2 separate regions of the Pan troglodytes genome follow, and region 2 is linked to region 1. Evidence: chromatin contacts called from public Hi-C data. All regions are on one chromosome and are shown on one strand. Each heading gives the region's core, a stretch centred on a gene start, on an enhancer-like site or on the middle of the called end of the contact. The rest is flanking DNA. Distances are from core to core; before and after follow the strand shown. Region 1 has its middle 360 kb from the start of RRAGC. Region 2 has its middle 17 kb from the start of POU3F1.

Region 1 (6,214 bases), core at 1,084-3,583:
CCCAATCTCCACATGCACTATAGGGGATTGAATGGTCTCCCGACTCCCAAATGTATCCACATCCTATTCATCCTCCAGGTCCCAGCTTAGAAGTCAACCATTCCAAGAAACTTTTCTGGACCATCTGAGCTTGGTTGGGTGCCCCTCTTGGGGCTCTCATAGCATTTCTTTATTTCCCTTGGCAAAGCTTATCTGTTTGTATTAGAATTATGGTGTCTCTATCTCCCACCCTGCTGCAGGTTGAGGGCAGGAACTGTGTCTGCTTAGTTCACCATTGTACCCCTGGCAACAAGCCCAAGACCTGTATACAATAGGTGTTCAATAAAATATTTGTGAAATGAATGAGTTGAGAATGTCAGAGATGCCTTCCCGGATCATTAGGCTCAGAATTTATCATTGATTAGGATATTGAGGAATGTTACATTAAAGGGCATAACTCTCCGACCAGTTGTCAATCTCAAAGGTTAAGGATGTTCTCAGAATATTCTAGATCATTTTATAAGTTACTACCCACAACATCATCTAAATCATTTGGAAACATTTTAGCATGAAGGAGATGGCATTATTTGATGTCTTCAGTTCCTTTCTCCTTTGTGACTGTATTTTTAGCATGACCACTTAGAGAAATGAATTGCAAAAGTCTAACACTGCATAAGGTAACAAATTCTATGTTGTTTCTAAATGAACTTCTGCAAATGTCAAAGGAAACCCCTAACTTGAATACCTAAATGGGCTGAATGTGGAAGCCCCCAAAGTGACAGTAGGTTTGGAGCTTGCCACTTCTAAACTTTCTCACCACGCTGAGTACAGGTCATTTCAATCTGTCCCTGCTCTTCCTTTCCTCAACACAAAGTCATTGTCACCCTCCTCTAGATTCTTTCTGGCCATCTTGAAGAGAGGTGACTTATTCACGATTGCAGAGCCTGGTTAGATGTGCTGTACTTTGAGGGCTGTTTTATTTGGTGACTTCAAGAGCAATGCTCTGTGGCTGGTGCAGGGGAAAGAGCCCTGGATCAGGAATTAGAAGATCTGGATTCTCGTCTGGCTCCTCCTACTCCCCATGGCCTCTCTGGGCTCCAGTCTCTTCATGAGTGAGGTTAGGATGATCACACGTGTCTCATAGGTAGGTGTGAGAACCAGAAGAAGTAAGAGACATGAGGGTGCTTTATAAACTGGAAGGTGTGCAGGTGTGAAGGTGACCCGCACATAGTAATTACTCAGCTAACGTCTGCTGAGGGAACCTGTCCTGTGTCCATGGATGGTTTTGTACCCACATCTGTGCAGCACAAGGGAGCCTCCCGCTTGGCTTATGAGGATTTGCCAATGACACCACCGCATGCCCCCTCCATCCCTTGCCTTGTTTTCTAATTGTCTTTCCTCTCTCACTCTACAACACTCAGAACTTGATCACATTGTCAGAATGGGAAGGCTCATCACAGCTTTTTGGCTTCGTATCTAAAATCCTGCCTTCAATCAATAGATACCAAAATGTCTTTGCAAATAGACAAAAAGGGAGTCCACAACTAAAGCTAATGGCAACAGAATATGAGGATGATTGAGTCCAGGGAAGGAAGGATACTAGCAAAGGAAGGAGGGAGGGACAGAGAGAGAAGAGGTGGGGGAGAGAGAATGTACAATGCAGTTATAGGGCTAACGATTTGATTTTGACTGTCTTCCCTAATTGGGGTCTTCCAGTGGGAGGAGTGGCTGTGTTCCTACGAAGTGAATGCAGATTGAAATGACGAGACCCCCAATAACCACCTCCTTCCTCCTTCCTGTTTCCTCTGGGTAGCTGCAATAGCCCTGGCTGTTGTGTGTGGCCAGCACTGGAGGGGATGGAAGAGTGAGAGGGAAGGAAGAAGGAGCATGGGTTGCCCCTTACTCCTGGCTGGTCAGGTTGGTGTAGGCTACTCCCTGGAGTTCTGTAGGAATTGTGACAATACGACTTCCACAGCAGCCTCTGCAAAGCTGGCCTTCTACGCCCAAGTCCATCACACCCTGCGTGCAATGGAGCCACCTTATTTATTTGGAAGGTAAAACAGTGGTACTTAGTGGGAGGCTCTCATTCACCAAAAGGGGCACATGGCTGCACCAGCCTACAAGGGAGGAGGCAGAAGGCACCAGCACCTACATGATTCTGGTTCAGCTTGTGTTTCATTGAAGGCGGAAGGGCTTGCTTTCCAGGAACTCACTGGGCTTTTCCCAGTCTACACAGGGCTAATTATCAAGGGTCTTGCTTACAGGTTCAAACTGCCCCTTTAAATAGAACCTGTAGGTAAAGAGCTTGCCTGGGCAAGTTCCTGAGCACTGGGGGTCGCTCTTATCCCACCAAAGGGCCATAGCAGGGCTCTTCTTGGGCTCTAAGAAATGACTTTAAGGGACGCCTAGGGCTAGCAGCAGAGAGCTTTGGAGAGGGCTGGCCAAACTCCCAACACTTACCCGACTGAGCCTCAGGCTAAGGGTTGCAGCATTTGTGCTTCCTGCCCAGAATTAGGGCAGACAAGCTCTGGGTCATGACAGGTCCTTGGGGCTTTAGGGAGGGATGTCCACCAGTGTGCACATGGATAGAGGAGGAGGGGGAGGAAGGGATGTCCAGGGTGTGGTGGGCAGAATTATAAACTGTGTCTTTCTAGGCTTCTGGGGAATCTGCCTTTCTTCTTCATCCGCTTGTCTCTGCCTTATGCAGTACTAGGAGCCTTATTATCTCTTGCCAGTACTATTGTAGATGTCACCTAAATGGACCTTCCTGCGTCCAGTTTCATCTCCTCCTGTCCTTTCTTAGTACTGTGGTCAGTGACGTTTACTGAATGTCAGCTGCATGTCAGGGTTTGTGTTGGTTACCAGTGGCATAGGAATTAACTAGACCCAGCACCTGAGCCCTAGAAGCCCCTGATCTAGTAGAGGAGGCAAACTGTGCCAGATAATGACAATATGGTGTCTTTAGTGCTGTAGCAAAGGTGAGCTGACACTGCTTTGCAAGTCACAACAAACCAAGCTGGTGACATCAGAGCTGACCTATAAGAGGCAAGTAGGGTTTTGCCTGACAAGGGAGGGAAGGAGGATTTTAGGCAGCAGGACAAGCGCATACCCAGTGAGTACTGACCTGGCATGTCTGGCACCTCTAAGACCACACACAGAACAAACTTCACTCTGGACCAGTAACTAGATAGGGACTGGATCAGTCAGGGCCTCCGATGTCCTACTGAGCTGGCTGGGATTTTTGTGAAAACCAAAATCGAATCACTTTATGATTCTCTGCTTAAAAACTGTACACACCATCAGAGGGTACAGCATCAGTTCTGTGCTGCATGACCTGCTTATGCTCTTCCCTTTCCTGGACTACATTTTGCTGTCCCCATATACGTCTGTTGAACTCTGATCTATTCTCCAACAAGTGTCTGAAGCCCAACCACCTCTGAATTTTTTCCATGACTGAACATGATCTTGCCTTCTTCTCATCCAATGCTCATAGCATCAAATACCTCTTTGAGGATGTGATGTCTCCTTTCTGTACTTTGTATTAATATTTATATCTGATTCATTTATTTTCTTCATCTAGACCTGCACAAGGCCTGGCACATAGCAGTGGTCAAAAGTTTGCTGAACTAGAGTCTGCTTTTGACCCCTGATATTTGTTGAATTATGTTCTCCCAGAAGATATGTTTAAATCCCAACCCCTGGTACCCGTGAATGTGACCTTATTTGGAAAAAAAGGTCCTTGCAGATGTAATCCTGCTAAGATGAGGTCAAATTGGAGGAGGGTGGGCCCTAATCTGATATGACTGGTGTCCTTGTAAGAGGAGACATGGCTCACAGAAGGGGGATGTTATAAAGATACAAAGGGAAGTTGGCCATGGAAAGATGGAGGAAGAGGTTCAAGTGATGCTGCCACAAGCCAAAGAATGACTGGAGCTATGCAAAGCTGGAAGTGGCAAGGAGGGACCCTCCTCTAAAGGCTTGGTAGGGAGCATGGACCTTCTAATGCCTTGATGTCAGACTTCTGGTCTCCAAAACTATGGGGTAATAACTTTCTTTTGCTTTAAGCCCTCTAGTTTGTGGTACTTTGTTATGGCAGCCCTAGGAAGTGATACCACGCTCCTTGCTTCTCCCCTCCTCTTCTCTCCCTATATTGAGCCATGGTACTGTTCCCCGGGGGTTCTGGGCCCTGACAGCCATGCCAGGGCCTGGTCCCTCCAGCTGGGCCCCTCCATGACTCACCACAACCACACATATCTCCTTGCTTATTGTCAAGGCCTTGCTTCCTGGTGGCTGGCCAATTTGTATGCCATCATTTGCTCTTGTTTTAGTATACTCTTGCTTGGGTAATAGATTTGAATTTTTACCTGGGCCTTCTAGAGACTAAAAGCTTTCACTTCCAGGAAGTGAGGAGCTATTCCAGCATCATGGAATAGCAGATGGAAGACCTGATAGCAGAGATGGAAAGAAAAAGGCTCAGAAGAAGTGACTTGGCTAAGGTCAAACCATTTTATCACATGTTCATTAATTCAGCAGATACTTATGGAGCACCTACTCCGTGCCAGGCACTGGGCTAGGTGTGGGATATACAGCAGTGATTAAAGGTAGGATAAGACCAACAAAACCTGCCCCTATAGAGCCCAGAGCCCAAAGAGGAGGTCGCTGCTTGCTATTAATCAAAGAATCACCTAACTAGATGTAAAATTACAACAGTGATAAAGATTTTTGACAGAGAGGTATATGGTGCCATGAAATCAGGATGAAATTGAGAAACTGGATGGAGATTTCGGATTAGGATGGGACTTTTTGATATGTGTGCATTCATGCCTCTGCTGTTACGGATGGGAACTGCACCCTGCCTATGGACATGGCTCCTTGTGAGCAAAAGAAAGAAATGATCTAAGTATGTTCTCCAAAGTTGTGGAAATCCCTAAGAAAAGGGCCATACACTTCTTAAAAATTTACTTATTCCTTTATTCATTCACTGATGCATTCAACAAACATTTATGGGACACCTTCTATGTATCTGGCACTGGCTAAGGGTTCTGGACACACATCCAGCTCCCTTAGCTCAAAGAACACACAGTCCAGCCAAAACGGCAGACATATGAACAAGCAGCTATAATCTAGTGTGGTAATGATATAACACAGAGATAGGTTCAATGTGCTTGATCTGTAGGACTGTAATCCTGTAAAAGAAGGAAAATCCAGGTACTGCCTTGAAGGAGAGGCAGACTTTCATGGGGAGAAGGGAAGTGGAGTATGCAAAGAGAAGGAGATCCAGGCAGAGGACACAGCATGGGCAAAGGACTGGAGATGTGCATATTTGTGAAGTGCTTGGGAAGTGGCAGGTAAGTTTCATGTGGCCAGGATGCTGGGTACAGAGTTGTGGGTGTTGGGAGGCCAGGGTGAAAAAGACCCAGCTTTCATGTTTCCTGTCAATTCCTTTCCTTGGGGTTTCTTGGGCAACATATTCTGTCATTTTCCACTGTGGAGTTCCCACCCATTTTCAAAGTTGTAAAAATATTTTTGGTAAATGTTCTTTTCCTTAAACAAGCCAAACTTAAGACATCACAGGGCGGGACCCACACCCATGTCTCTCCTTTTGCCCTGCATCCTAAGATGATATAGTGAAAGAACGTGAACCTTTAAGTAAGACAGTCTTGGATTCAGAGCCTGCCTCTGCTGTTTACTGGCTGTTTGGTTATGGACAAGTTATTTATCCTCTCTAAGCCTCAGTTTCCACCTCTGTATAATGGGGATACAAATTCCTACTTTGCAGAACCCAGGAAAGTGCCAGGCATGTAGTAGCCATGCAATAAATATTCTTCTTTGAGATTCTGTAACTGCGGAGACCATCAGAAATGGACCAGCTGTTTCTCCAAAGGCAGGAGTCAAGGTTGCTACCAGGTGCAGGCTGAAGAACACCATTTCCTTTTCTTTTAGTTTAAGTGTCTTTAGAATGAGCAAATTCAATGTCTCTCCCGTGAGGTCTCTTTACATTGAACTCAGTTGAGTCTTTGATTAGCACCAAAGTCTCATTTTTCACTTTCGACTGGTCTCCTCCCTTTTAACATTTGAGCTCTCAAGACGTTCTTTGTTTCTGTTGCAAAATGTGTGTGTGTATGTGTGTGTGTGTGTGTGTCGGAGGGAGGGGATACAAAGAGGAGAAGAATATTTTTAGAGCCATAGAGGAGCTGGCAGAAATTGAAAATAAGGTTTTCAAGTTCATATGTTT
Region 2 (6,214 bases), core at 2,276-4,775, 470 kb after region 1:
CCTGGGTTCAAGTAATTCTCCTGCCTCAGCCTCCCAAGTAGCTGGAACTACAGGTGCCCATCACTATGCTCAGATAATTTTTTTTTCTTTTGAGATGGAGTCTTGCTCTGTTGCCCAGGCTGGAGTGCAGTGGCGCGATCTCAGCTCACTGTGATTCTCCTGCCTCAGCCTCCTGAGTAGCTAGGACTACAGGCATGAACCACCACACCCAGCTAATTTTTTGCATTTTTAATAGAGATGGGGTTTCACCATGTTGGCCAGGCTGGTCTCGAACTCCTGACCTCAAGCAATCTGCCCGCCTCGGCCTCCCAAAGTGCTGGGATTACAGGCATGAGTCACCACACGTGGCCTCGCCCAGCTAATTTTTGTATTTTTAGTAGAGATGGGTTTTCACCATGTTGACCAGCCTGGTCTCGAAATCCTGACCTTAAGTGATCCACCTGCCTCGGCCTCCCAAAGTGCTGGGATTACAGGCATGAGCCACCGCGCCCGGCCTTTTTTTTTTCTTTTTTCCTTTTTTATTTTTGACATGGAGTTTTGCTCTGTCACCCAGGCTGGAGTGCAGTGGTCCCATCTCCGTTCACTGCAACCTCCGCCTCCCGGGTTCAAGCGATTCTCCTGCCTTAGCCAGCCTCCCGAGTGGCTGGGATTACAGGCACGCGCCACCATGCCCAGCTAATTTTTTGTATTTTTAGTAGAGACAGGGTTTTACCATGTTGCCCAGGATGGTCTCAAACTCCTGAGCTCAGGCAATCCGCCCACCTCAGCCTCCCAAAGTGCTAGGATTACAGGTGTGAGCCACTGTGCCTGGCTGAAACTTAGTCTTTATTCCTGATAGGGAAGAACCCAGAAAGAGGGTCTCTTCTCTCCCTTTCATCCTATGCCTAACTTCTCACATTCACACAGACATATACTTTCACACACAAATACACACATATTATACACATGCTCCTACACGTGGCAGAGAAAAGAGAAAGACTAAAGAAGAAGGTAGGTGGAAGACAGAGTGTGTGCCCAGAGGGCAGTTCCTGGGGAGGGGGTGTCAGGGTGCCCAGGGCATGGAGTGGGCAGGAGCCTTCATGGCTTCCTCTCTTCCCTAGCCAGCGACCAAAGGTCAGCCCAGGCAACTCAGCCACGTGCAGCCCACCCACCCTGCCTGGTCAGGTCATGTGAGACCAGGACCGAAGCCTCATCAACACTCCATTGTCTTCCAGAGCCCAGCCTTATGCTGAACCTAACAAGCCCCCTCCAGCCCAGGACTGGTTGGTGGCCCTCCAGAACCTCTGGTTCCGTCCTGAGGGACCCTCTGCAGGGGTCTCACAGTCCCTGCCTTGAGGACAAGCTGGGTGATGTTCAGCCAGATCCCAACCCTCTCTGGGACTTTACATCCCCTTCTGAGAAATGGGGAGGCGCTGGCCTTCCATTTGCACAGAGAAGGCCTAGGGTGAGGAGTGGGGAGCAGGGGAAGAAGGGCCCTCTTTCTCATGTTCCCTCTGGGGGCACATACCCCATCCCATGCCACCTCCTTGCCCATTCTCCAGATGCTCAGCAGGGAAGGAGAGCACAGCAGAGGGCCGAAGCGCGGCCCTGAAGGTCATCTTGCACGTCAGCACTGGGGCAGCCCCAAAACCCCTTGCGCCCTGGCTCCCCGCCTGGACCACAACACAGGCTCCATTGACTCCTGTGCGCCCTCCTTCCCAAGATGCACACAAAGCCGTGGGCTCGTGGTTACTGCCCACGGGCCCCTGAGCCCCACAGGACCCACCCAGGGAAGGAGGCCAGAGCTGGCTGGCTGGCTGCAGCTCCTAAGGGGCTGGCAGGAGGGAAGGATCGTGCACCTACGCAAGAATCTCCTGGTTCTGGGCAGAAAGCCCTCATAGCCGACCTCTAGGCCCTGTTCTACCCAGGCTGGAATGGAGTCAAAGACCTTGAGGACCCAGCTGGGGCAAATTCTCTGCCAGTGCCACCTCTACCCACCCTTCATCCTGTTTACATCTTGCAAACACAAGGACATTCACCCCTGCCACTGAGACTAAACCTGGAGCAAAGCCGCCCTGGCCCACCCTCTGTCTCCCATAAGGGAAGTCAGGTGGGGAAAGATGCTTGTCTGGGGGAGGGGGACTGGAGGAAAGCTGGGGCTGAGAAGCTCCAGCCCCTCTGGGGGCTTCAGTTAGGGGAGGGCTGCCCCAGCAGGATGACAGAGAGATGATTAAACCCACAGAGAAGATTGATAAGGGAGCTAAACAGCTGCAACTCTGCAAGGTAGGCTGGGACAAATCTCATCTTGTCCTGGCGGCACTCAAAGCACTGGGGGGCTGGGCCAGCCTGGCTGAGCTCATGACCTACACAAGCTCCAGAGCAGGAATGGGGGCAGGGGTGGCAGGCTGCTCCCACCTTCTTCCTCAGGGCCCAGCCCCCATTCCTGCCGCCTCAGAGCTCCCTCCCTGAACAACACCCATTGGCACCTAGGCGGCGTGCCCCTCCTCCCCGGCGCCCCTCCTCCCCGGTGCCCCTTCACCCACAGCACCTCCGTCTCAGCTCTCACTCTCGGTATTATTAGATGTGATTTACAGCGGAAACGCTGAGTCAGACAAACCAAGACTTCCCCAGACAGAGGCAGTGGGAGAAGACAGGAAGAGTCCAGGGCAGCTGGCCTCCCTGGGCAGGGTCCTCAAAGGGAGTGAGGAGATGGGGACAGGGGTCCCCAGCTTCCAGGATGAGTGGGAATTTTGCCCCTCCTGTTTCTCCTTTCTGTCCCAGGCCCAGGATCTTCATCTGGGACTCCTGGATATGCAGACCCCTTTTCTGACTCCCAAGCAGCCTCTCAGCCTCAGTCCTGCCAGCCCCTGTCTCTTCCTTGGCAAGTTTGAGAAAACAGCCCAGGGATCCTGGAGCCTGGAAACAAGGTGGTTCTGCTGGGTCCTGTTTCCTCACAGCAAGGCCCCGGTTCAGAAGGCAGCCCCTGACTCCCAGAGATGAGAGGCAGGAAAAGTGCATGGCTGGGGTCCCAGCCCCCTACTCTACAAACAGAAACACGGGCACTGTGTGCTCCTGGGGCGTCCAAGGGCCCTAGAACCGGTGGAGAGCACACATTTCTGCTTCCACCTTGTGCGGAAGAGCACAGTGGGCAGGTCCGTCTCTGCTCCCTGGGTCTCTGACTCCCTGGCAGGGAGGAACTGGGCATTGTTGCCAAAAATAAACGTTCCCTCTCCCGCTCCCTGGCTCCCGGCTCCCGCTCATTAGGATGCGTGGCGTTTGGCTGCGGTCCCACACCTTGCAGCTCATTATAAATATGCAGTCGCTGCTGGCGCTACCCCAATCATCTCTGCAATCAGAGCTTTTAATTAGGTTAATTAAATTGTATCAAATCTCGCAGGGACGCAGTTCACTGATGCTGATGAGGCAGCCAAAACAGACCCCAGCTCCTCCGCTAATGAAGGCCGCTGCCTGCCTGAGCCATGAGGGAGCAGGAGCGCATAATAAACGGGCGCGTCCTCTGGGAGGAGCTGCTGCCCAGGCCCTGAGCTCTGGGGACCTGGCAGGGGGTCTAAATCAAGCAGTCCAGGCTCCAGCTGCAGCAGAGGCTCCCAGCCCAGGAGCCGGCCCCTTCACACAAGAACCAGGGCAGCTTCAGGAGCCCAGGCACTGAGAGCCTGCCACGCTTACACAGCAAACTTGAGGGGGCCCCAAAGATCCACTGACTCTGTCTGGGATTCCTCTTTACTTCTCCCCCAGAATGGCCCAATAAGGCCAGGGCTCCCTCTCCTACACACCTATATACACACACACATACACACACACACACACACACACACACACACCAGCAGTTAGCCCTGTCACTGCCCCCGGATTGTCTTATTAGCCAGAGTGGCCAGGCTGAGACTAGAAAGCCCATCCTGCCACTGCCAGCCTAGTCTCCATCTGCTATGGAGACCATCTGCCCCTGGCGGGGGGCTGGGGTGGTCTACAATGCTACCAGCCAGCAAGAGGAGGGGGTGCTGCCCCCTAGGCTCCATGTGCCAGATGGACCTTCTATATTCCACCTACCACTCCACCTCAAGAACCCTCTGCCAGGGAGGGACACCTGTCCCAGACCTCCTGGGATCAAATTAGCTAGGGAGGGGAGATGGTCCCTTCCTTCCCTGGTCCCTCGCCACCCTGAGTTCACTGTCCCGTGCCCTGGCAATCCATCTCTGGGCACTGGAGACCACAGGCTTCAGAGCTGGAGGGCCCTGCAAAGGTCCTCCCCTGCCTATAAGCAGGAAGGCAGGTGCTGCCACCTCCAAAGGGGCTGTCCCCAACACTCCACTCAGCCTGACTCCAACCCCTCCCCTTAACCCCTCCATCACTGGTCTCAGTGTCTCTGAGCAGATGAGGAGAGAGGATGGGGAAATTTTCAGTGCTCTCGGGACAAGTTGTTTCTGCTATAGAAGCTGGTTTTTTTGGTTTGGAAAGGTGTTTTTTTTTCTTCTTTTTTCCACCCAGTGATGTGAAAACATGAAACCCGAAACCAACCCCCTACATTTGTCACCTCTGAGAGAAGCCTTTGGGGTAACTGGGAGAAAGCTGTAAATGACTCAGGCTGATTCAGGGCAGGGGGGTGCTGCCCAGCTGCCTGGGGCACCACAGTTTCATTAACCCGATCTGAGCATGGCCGTCAGGTGACAGATGCAGGGAGGGGAAAGGAAGCCCTTTCCATCCTCTGCTTACCCCCAAACACAGCAGTTCCCTTGATATATTCCTCTTGCCTAGAAAAAGCTGGGTCCTTAGCTCCGTTCTGGACGAGCCTCTCCTACCACCACGCAGGAGCACAGGGCTGGACTGTGCAACCACCCCAGCCCCAAGCAGTTTGTTCCCTTTGCATTAAACGAAGCGGACAAGATGAACAAGGAGACCTAGGTGTATGCTTCACCTAGGAGAAGTAGACTGGACACGACTTCCTAAATGTGATGATGATGGATCCAGGAATAGGGAGCCAGGAAATTCCTTACAGGGAGCCTGAGAAGCAGCGGAGACGTTCTTCCCTCTGGCCAGAGCAGTTGAGGAAAGAACAGGCAGAAGCATGAACTAGGCAGCCTCCTCTACACTCCAACCTCTCAGCAGTAGGCTTGGGAAGGGAAGCTCTGCCTCCCTTTGTTTTACAGCTTCTCTCTGATCCTTCCCTGCACTTTTTGCTGAGACAGACCTGTGAAGACCTGGTTGGGTACAGAGGGCGCACCCTCTGACCCGGGGAGGCAGCTGCACAAGCCCAAGAGGCCTGCCAGGTCCGCCTCAAGACAGTACTTCAGGTCCACCCCCAATTCCTCCACTCACCTGGGGCTTTGAGCCAAGATTCCCACCCACGATTCAGCCCACCCTTCCCCAACACCCTGCACATAAGGCTCCGGGAACTGGCATGCTGGGAGAACTTGAGCGGGGAGCCCAGCACCACACACCCACTTGCCTCACTGTTTCAAGTCCCAACAGGCCCTGGCCTCACCGGCCTCCACAGGTAGGCAGAGCGAGTCTGCATCTGTTGGCTGCCTTCCCTGCTGGAGGACGTGCAGCTCTAACTGCTCAGTGCCCCACAGTCAGCAGCATGGGGGAGAGGACAGTGAGCGACAAACAGATGCTTAAAGCTGCACGGAGGGAGACCCCTCCCAGGTCTGGGTGGAACCACCCTATGGGAAACTTGGGGCTATGTGACAGAGACCTCCCTGCATGGTCCTCACTAGAAACAGGAAGGAAAAGCACCTTCCTGCCCAGTCTTCCTCCTGGGGCCACACTCATCTCAAACTCAGGGTGAGAAAATCCCATTTCTTCATGGGAGCTCTCCCCCCTAGCATTAAATTCAATAAGCAAACACATGCAAGTACTTCCTAAGTACAAGGACACTTTTGAAAGAAGACAAGTGTGCTGGGTGGGTGGACACCAAGTCCCTGAGAAGGAATCCCAGCAAAGGGGCAGCAGCTCCACCTGCTGGGCCCTTTTCCACCCTGGCACCAGGAAGCAGTTAGAAATCAGAAAAAGATTGGCTAGGAGCAGTGGCTCATGCCTGTAATCCCAGCACTTTGAGAAGCCAAGGAGGGGTGGATCGCCTGAGATCAGGAGTTCGAGACCAGCCTGGCCAACATGGCGAAACCCCATCTCTGCGCCTGTAATTCCAGCTACTAGAGAGGCTGAGGCAAGAGAATCGCTTGAACCTAGGAGGCGGAGGTTGCTGTGAACCAAGATC

What was found. Hi-C and Micro-C count contacts between places; a contact is called where the count stands out from the background.
Region 2: a Hi-C map of induced pluripotent stem cells shows a contact between it and region 1, with 4 times the contacts expected there. The contact joins two enhancer-like sites. A contact is called at or near these places in 3 of 7 Hi-C or Micro-C datasets (induced pluripotent stem cells and stem cell-derived neural progenitor cells) and 1 of 1 datasets of contacts at active chromatin or transcription factors (stem cell-derived excitatory neurons).

The regions. Positions count from the first base shown.
Region 1 is chr1:192,487,583-192,493,796 of NHGRI_mPanTro3-v2.0_pri, forward strand. No RefSeq gene overlaps it. Among named protein-coding and RNA genes, the nearest start is that of RRAGC, 360 kb to the left of the region's middle. Within about 2 kb of position 2,334, at least 2 of the 24 cell types and tissues checked have an H3K27ac peak or open chromatin away from gene starts, as enhancers often do. A contact at or near this core is called in induced pluripotent stem cells, where this site is marked.
Region 2 is chr1:192,958,901-192,965,114 of NHGRI_mPanTro3-v2.0_pri, forward strand. No RefSeq gene overlaps it. Among named protein-coding and RNA genes, the nearest start is that of POU3F1, 17 kb to the left of the region's middle. Within about 2 kb of position 3,526, at least 15 of the 24 cell types and tissues checked have an H3K27ac peak or open chromatin away from gene starts, as enhancers often do. A contact at or near this core is called in induced pluripotent stem cells, where this site is marked.